2 separate regions of the Zea mays genome follow, and region 1 is linked to region 2. Evidence: chromatin contacts called from public Hi-C data. All regions are on one chromosome and are shown on one strand. Each heading gives the region's core, a stretch centred on a gene start, on an enhancer-like site or on the middle of the called end of the contact. The rest is flanking DNA. Distances are from core to core; before and after follow the strand shown. Region 1 holds the start of LOC100281574 (pepsin A). Region 2 holds the start of LOC100280436.

Region 1 (3,839 bases), core at 1,207-3,706, 160 kb before region 2:
AATGTATTCTGCTTGGGGAATGCAAGGGTGATGCCACAGCATGTATGGAACTACCTACAGCGGTTTAGGACCTGTTTGGAAGCATCCAATTTTTAAAAAACTGGTTTATAGAAATTAAGATGGTTCCAAGCATATCAGTTTATTATAGAAATTAGATTATCAGTTTCTTAAAAAACCAATAAACTGGTCCTAATTAATTAAACCCTGCAACTGTACCCGCATGCATCTTGAATAGATATACTGAGGTTTGCAAGTTTATGCTGTTGTATTGAATTGTAATACTATGTATGTGCAGAATTTAATTTGTCTACAAATGTATTCTGCTTGGGGAATGCAAGGGTGATGCCACAACATGTATGGAACTACCTCCAGCGGTTCAAGACCTGTTTGGAAGCATCTAATTTTTAAGAAACTGGTTTATAGAAATTAAGGTAGTTCCAAACATATCAGTTTATTATAGAAATTAGATTCTCGGTTTCTTAAAAAACCAATAAACTGACCCCTCCTAGCTAAAAGATCTAAAAGATAAACTGGGTTGTTTCCAAACAGTGTCTTAAACATGTAACCCCCGCTTCTCTCTCATTATGAATGTAATCCTCTTACAGAGTGGGTATATACTCCAAGATAATCAGCAAATGAAGAAGTGAAATAAACATAACACAGGCAAGGCAGCTGAGCTACCTGCTTCTTTTGTTACATACAGCGAAGTGCATGCATGGTCTGGTCCTTTAATTTTGTAGAGATAGAGAAGAGAGAACGAATTAATTGACGCGATGCACGACAGTAGAGGAGGAATTGCCATTATTATTATTATAGACCTCTCCGCCTTTGCTGTTGTGGAGATGATGGGTGTTGCACTTGTCCTTCCTGAACCTCATCTTCCCCTTTCCGTGGTCGATCTCCCAGATGTACTCCTGCATGAGCACGTTGCCCAAGATCCCGGGCCCTCCCCGCGGCAGCTTCCTAAAGGCCAGGCACGCCACCCCGGGCACTACCTCCGGCATCACCACGCTCTTGGCTTCCGGCTCTAGCCTCGCGCCACCGGCCATCTCCACCGTCAACCTGGGCACCGTCACGTTGTGCGCCAGGTCCACGCCGTCGCCGGCGAAGGTCCACCTGTAGCAGTACTCGAAGCCGTCCAGCTCGTACACCCGCGGCAGGTGGGACAGGTGCCTGTCCAATGCGCTCGTCACCGCCGCGTACGCCTCCGGCACCAGCGACGTCACCGACGTGCTCGTGTCCAGGATGACGCCGCCGCCGACCACCTTCTCGGCATCCCAGATCTCCTGCGGGATGTCCAGGCGCTCCCCGCCCACGAAGATGCCCGTCACCAAGGGCCCGTACGCCGGCTTCACGTCCACGTTGTACACGATGTCCGTCTCCATGGTGCCCGGCCCCATCACCGCCGGGTTGGGACCGAAGGTGAGGTAGCTCGAGGCGTCGCGGGAGCTATTGGCGCTGAGGAGGCAGAAGGAGAAGCGCTGGCCGAAGCGCTTGGCGGCGTGGACGGCGAAGGACATCTCGCCGTTCCCCAGCGAGAGCACGCCGTCGTGGGCGTCCACGCTGCCGCCGGCCTCCAGGACGGAGCAGCCCAGGATGAGGCCAGGGAGCTTGGCCATCCGCCCGTCCGACACCGTCACCGTCGCCTTCTCCTTGCCGTAGATGCCCATCGTCAACGTGCCGTCCTGCATCTGCTGGTAGTAGCTGCACGACTCCGCCTTGCTGGGGCTCTGGCACGTGTTGTAGGGCAGCAGCGCGCACTCCTTCTGCGAGCACCGGATCCTGCGCCACGACGACGACTTGGCCGGCCGGTACCAGTTCTTCCTCCTCGCCTCCTTGGCCGCCGCGCCATCGTCCCCGGCGCCCACCGACATGGTCCGCCCGTAGTGCTTGCCCTTGCGGCGCCGCAGCCGGCAGTTGATCCACGTCAGGTCGTTGGCGGTGTCCAGCACCAGGTTGTACGGCAGCGCCGGCGTGCCGAAGCGCACCGACACCAGGTACATGCCCACGTGCGCGATGTTGAGCGCGCTCCGCATGGGTAGCTCGAACATGGACGTGGCGGACATCACCTCCGGCAGCTTGGACGACTCCTTGGCCTGCCGCCTCCTGCTGCTGCCGCTGCCAGTGCCACTGCCGTTCCCCATCATCTTGATCATCTGCTGGTGCCGGAACAGGTCCTTGGCCTCCATGGCGCGGAAATAGTTGCGACGCTCATCGGCGTCCTCGGGCGGAGCAGCCGGCGGGGAGACACTGAAATGCATGCAGCTGCCGCCCTCCATCTCGATCTCGGCCAAGGCAACCAGCTGCAGGCAGAGGAGGCCATGGAGGAGGACGGAGGCCACAGAGCGTCCCGGCGGCATGATCGATCCAGGTGCCATATTGCTGCTTCGTTGATAGGCTATCTCTTCATTCTCCGGCTTCGAGACAGGCGTATGGGGCTATGTGAGGTCGCCATTGTTTTGGCCCTCCTTCCTTGCTTAGTTTGTGGTCAGCAGCGCTTGTCGACCTGTTGGCGGCTGCTGCTGCTGCTGCATCTCTCTCTATCATCCTATTATAAGCGGGTCTGTTCGCTCTGAATGCTCCTCGACCAGCCTTGTATCCTCGTTTTCCCTGAAAAAATGGTATGTTGCTTCGTTTACATGCACCGGATAGCATTCTGTGTGGGAGTTGTGCTTCGTTTACATGCATGTACTCTTCTTTCCTAGTTAACAGGAAATATGGACCAAATATGAAACATTTTTGGAAAGCCAAACTCCCACCCTAAAATTAAAATCTTCTTGTGGCTGACGGAAAACAATGCAATTCTTTCTAAAGAAAATCTCCTTCAGGCCTTGTTCGTTTACATCGGATTATACCCGGAATCGTTCCGGCTAATCAAAGTTTATACAAATTAGAGAAGCAATCCAGCTCGGAATCGTTCCGACCCACCAATCCGACACAAACGAACAAGCCCTCAAAGAAAATGGAGTGGGGATCCAACTTGTTGTTTCTGTCCCCTCCCTGAAACTGTTAATCACCTGTTTTTCTCTTGTCCCATTGCCAAAGTGGTTTGGGGACACATTGCTAATTGCCTAAATTCTAGGCACATCCCTGCTCACTTGTACCAATGCAAAATATGGCTCCAAAGAGAATATGCGATGGGCATCCGTGCGATCATGCATCAAATATATCTAAGGCCCCGTTTGTTTCCTTTCATTTCGAGGAATTGGAATCTTACTAATGGAATAGGCTAATTTTTTAGAATATGACATTCCACCACTTTCCAAAGTTATCATATAAGCCTATCACAAATTCATGCGGTGAGAGATGGAAATTGATTCTATAGATTTACATGCTAATTTTCCGATGTACAACTTATAGCACACTCTTCTACCTGCACCTCTATAACATAAATATACTATATAACCAACTCTCTCATGTGATTTAGGATAATATACAAATATATTATATATATAAATATATAAACTTAATTAGTTTTGTCTAAATTATAATTATTAAAATGGAATTCAATTCCAACGAAACAAACGGGCCCTAAGAGAATTTGCTATAGGCATCAATAAAACTAATGTAATATTTAAACCCAGAAACAGATTTAGGGGCAAGATCCTACACATCAGAAAAAATTAATTCTAATGGTGAAGTGGATTGATGAAGAGAGACGGTATATGGTAGCTGATGACTTTTAGCTAATTGGCAAGCATCACAAACGGACGCAGGGTTCACTAGTACATCGAATATTATTAAGACGTAAAATGGATTGAACTACTTGTGAAGAGGGATGGCCGAGACGGGCATGCTACTGGGTCTTGCTTGCAGACCTGCTGAGAAGAGCATGTTTG
Region 2 (3,713 bases), core at 502-3,001:
TGGCGTATATATTCGGATAAAGAACACAACGAACTACTAGTCTCTTTGCTTTATTACCAGCTGGCATCCAAAATTAAGTCAGCCCGTATATGTACATGTACACGCACGCAGCGGACCTGCCTTCCGTCAGTGCCGAATCTAACCCCAAAAAATTATGGAATTTTACATTCATGACCTTAGTTTCGCCACTCCGCTCATTTGTGCTTTTAGTTTTCAGACGCGCTCGGATCTGTCCTTGGAAAACATTTGCGTCCTTATTTGAGATGCTGGTAAATCAGTCACCGACTAGGAGCTAGGTTATGTAGTTTTCCCCCTTTTCGCTTCAAACCCTTTTAAATTTCCACTTCTACTTGCAATACAGGCTAATAATAATTGTAATAACAGTTCAAACTATTGCTATTTTTAGGGATGTCAGATCATATCGGTCTAGTTTGGGAACACAGGAGGACAACATATTTCCCATATTCAAGTGCAAGTATTGCAAGAAACATTGGGAAGGGGGCTACACGTTTTAAACAACACCTTGCATCACGTGCGGGGAATGTGCAAGGTTGTCGCAGTGTTGATTCCGCTGGACGTTGTCGATTACTTTTCGGTGGAAGATTGACAAGGGCCAAGATAAAAGGAAAGCAAGGATAACGGAGGAGGTATGGAGGGTGGCATTGGCAGGTTCGTCTCGTAGGAGGAAACAAATAGACAATCAAACCTCACACAAAAGGAAGCCTAGGATCATTGCCATAATAGTCTAACGATACGATGAGAACTATGAAGAGTTTGCGGTTTGCATTGTATGCATCGAGAGAGGAGGAGAACTTAGGAGATGTGCTCGTGCGAGTGGTGGCATGTATGAGGCGAGTGATGGCTCCTCCCAAGAGGGTGTACGTGCCATGCATGTTTGAAAGAACACCTCCTAGGAAGGAGAAGCCACAAACGGTGCAGACAAGGATATGATTGATACGAGCCCATTTTCGAAGGCAGGAAAGAATGTGGTCAATTTTGTTGCTAAGCAATGGACAAGCCGTTTCAATTCAAGAACTGGTTTGATTTTGAATTTGGCCGGTTTCTACCGATTTATTGCGATTAATCGGTCCCGGCGTGGTTTTTGCTAAGCAACTGGTTTTGTGAACCTTGATCCCTATATCTTGTTGAAATTGCACTACGTAAACAGTACCAAACTGACGTTGAAGGAGATGAAATGTTGATCATTAAACCTGATGAAACATAGATGCTACAATCGAACATTGACGATTTGTTTTATTTTAGATATAAAAATACGAGGTGTTATTTGGAAGGCAGGGAATCAATTCCCACAATCCAAAGAAGGCCGCGCCTAAAATTTTCAATCATCCTTGGGCTGCAAATTTGAATGATTTGTTACGTTGACGTGGTCAGTGAAAGCAGAATATATATATAGGCGAAAATTTGAACACACAAACAGTCAACTTGTGACGCCATTCGATTCATTCTACACACTGCTTGCACTAGCTAGCTAGCTAGCTATCCATGAACTAGTTCTCCCTTGGCTTGTCCTTAGCTAATAATGCTTGGATATATAGGCGAAAATAGCCAGCAGGCCGGCCTCAACCTCAATCAGTATGGCCAAAAAAAGGGCGGTGGTGCTCCTGGTTTGTCTGCATCCATGGCACTGCCATGGCCATCCATCTTTTGGAGAGCACAGAGCCAAGAATGGAAGCACACGCATGCTTAAAAGGGTCAGGCCGGGAGCCCTCACAGTACTCCTCCCCGCCGGCCGCCCGCGGTCACCCTCGCGCTCTCCCGTCACGCCGGATCGGACGGACCCCGGCCCCCTCCTTCCCAACTCCAACGTTGGCAAGAGAGGAGGGCGTTCCTAACCACCATAACCTGCAGCATGGCCCGCCTGCCCACCAGCAGCGGCATGGCAGCACTGCTCCTCCTCGTCGCCTTCGTCGTCCTCCCCTCCGCCGCCCTGTCCTCCTCGTCCTCGCTTCTGCACTCACCTCCTGAGAGTGATGAGACAAGCGGCGGCAGCGAGCAGCAAGCCCCGCCGGAAGACGAGAACAAGGAGAAAGAGCGGCAGCTGGCCAAGGAGAAGGCGTACGCGGCGGAGAAGGTCGTCCAGCAGGAGATGCTCAAGTACGCCAAGGAGAAGGGTCTGGTGTCCCCGACCAACGGCACGGGGTGGTACAGGGGCATCGCCCGGGAGTTCGTGGACGCCCACAACGAGCTCCGCGCGCGCTACGGCGTGCCGCCCATGAAGTGGGACAACCAGCTGGCGCGGCAGGCGCGGCGCTGGTCCAACGCCATGCGCAAGGACTGCCAGATCCTCCACAGCGGCCACGAGTACGGCGAGAGCGTGTTCAGGAGCTACGACGACTGGAACGCCACCGCCAGGGAGGCCGTCTTCTGGTGGGGCAAGGAGGAGGCCATCTACGACAAGGACAAGGAGAAGTGCAAGTACGGCAAGGTCTTCAAGGAGTGCGGCCACTTCGCGCTCATGGTCGGCAAGAGGAGCACCAAGGTCGGCTGCGCACGAGCCGAGTGCTTCAAGGGCGGCGTCTTCATCACCTGCAACTACTATGCAACGGACCTGGACAAGAACAAGAACAAAACACCAAACGATAACTGACTCTATCCACCCATCTGTTCGTTCCTATGTACGTACGTACGTAGTAGCGCTGACTTATTTACTGAGTGATGATTGGATTGTTAATTAACTACTACTGAAGCAATTGCCTGATTCCGAGGTTGGAGATGATGACGATGAAGACGACGACTACTACGTACGAGAGGATCCTCCTCCCTCTTCTTCTTTTTTGTTTTTTAATTTTGTTCTTCCAATTTTGAGCCCAATCAGTCAAGCAGATTGTATCTATATCTATATATATACACACGATCGAGTACAGCAGACAGCCAATTGATCAGTTCATTTCAGTTGGATGATTGGATTTTTATCGCTGCTATATATTCATCAGCAGCCTACATAACAGAACAGAACAGAACAGAACAGAACAGAACAGAGAGGCATCTAAAAACAAATCATCACAGCTAAAAAATCCAGTTTTATAGCTGAGAGAGAAAAGGTGTGATTTTTGTGATAATCGAAGGAGCTAAAATAAACATTCTTGGGCTGGAACTGGGCCCAGCGCTACATGATGGCCTGGGCTCACTAATACCTTTGGTGGGCCGCAGTCAGATGGCACTGCTAACAGTGGCTGACTTGGACGACGCACAAAGCAAGAACAAAACTGGACTGGACGGAGAGCATCATCCATCATGGGCAGGCACGCCGCCGCCGCCTCCGCATCTGTTTGTCGGCCACGCTGCACGCCGTCGCCGTGTCGGACGGGACGGGAGCATCAGGCGGCGCAGAGCAGTTTCCTCTTTCCCCTTCTTCTTCAACTCTCCTCTTCCTCCTCACGCACCTGCTTCATCAACTACATACATATATATACAGGCAGCATTACCATGGATCCTCCATGGCTGCTCTTGATTATGTCCTCAGGACTCAGGTGACGTATCTGGTTAGTTGCTCATTCCTACAGGCAGGCTACCAATAATATGTAGCTTTGTGCTGTTTCTGCATTATTAGTTGTACAGAAACTAACTAGTGACAAGCAGTCACAATAATATCTATCATCATTTTCTTGGCTAGCTACCTGTTTACTACAAATACTACTACTACTACAGTAGTATGTTGTTTGCAATGTGTCCTTGTGCATGGTCTCTACTAC

What was found. A called contact is a pair of places that touch in the nucleus more often than the background predicts.
Region 1: a contact with region 2 is called in a Hi-C map of leaf mesophyll, with 2.0 times the contacts expected there. The contact joins the promoter of LOC100281574 here to the promoter of LOC100280436 in region 2. A contact is called at or near these places in 8 of 25 Hi-C or Micro-C datasets (bundle sheath, ear, endosperm and 2 more).

The regions. Positions count from the first base shown.
Region 1 is chr8:80,734,622-80,738,460 of Zm-B73-REFERENCE-NAM-5.0, reverse strand. LOC100281574 (pepsin A) reads right to left here and starts at 2,456. Exons shown (of 1, transcript NM_001154493.2): 1 at 554-2,456. The coding sequence starts at 2,378. The coding sequence ends at 762.
Region 2 is chr8:80,578,741-80,582,453 of Zm-B73-REFERENCE-NAM-5.0, reverse strand. It overlaps LOC100280436, which reads left to right and starts at 1,751. Exons shown (of 1, transcript NM_001153357.2): 1 at 1,751-2,894. The coding sequence starts at 1,871. The coding sequence ends at 2,608.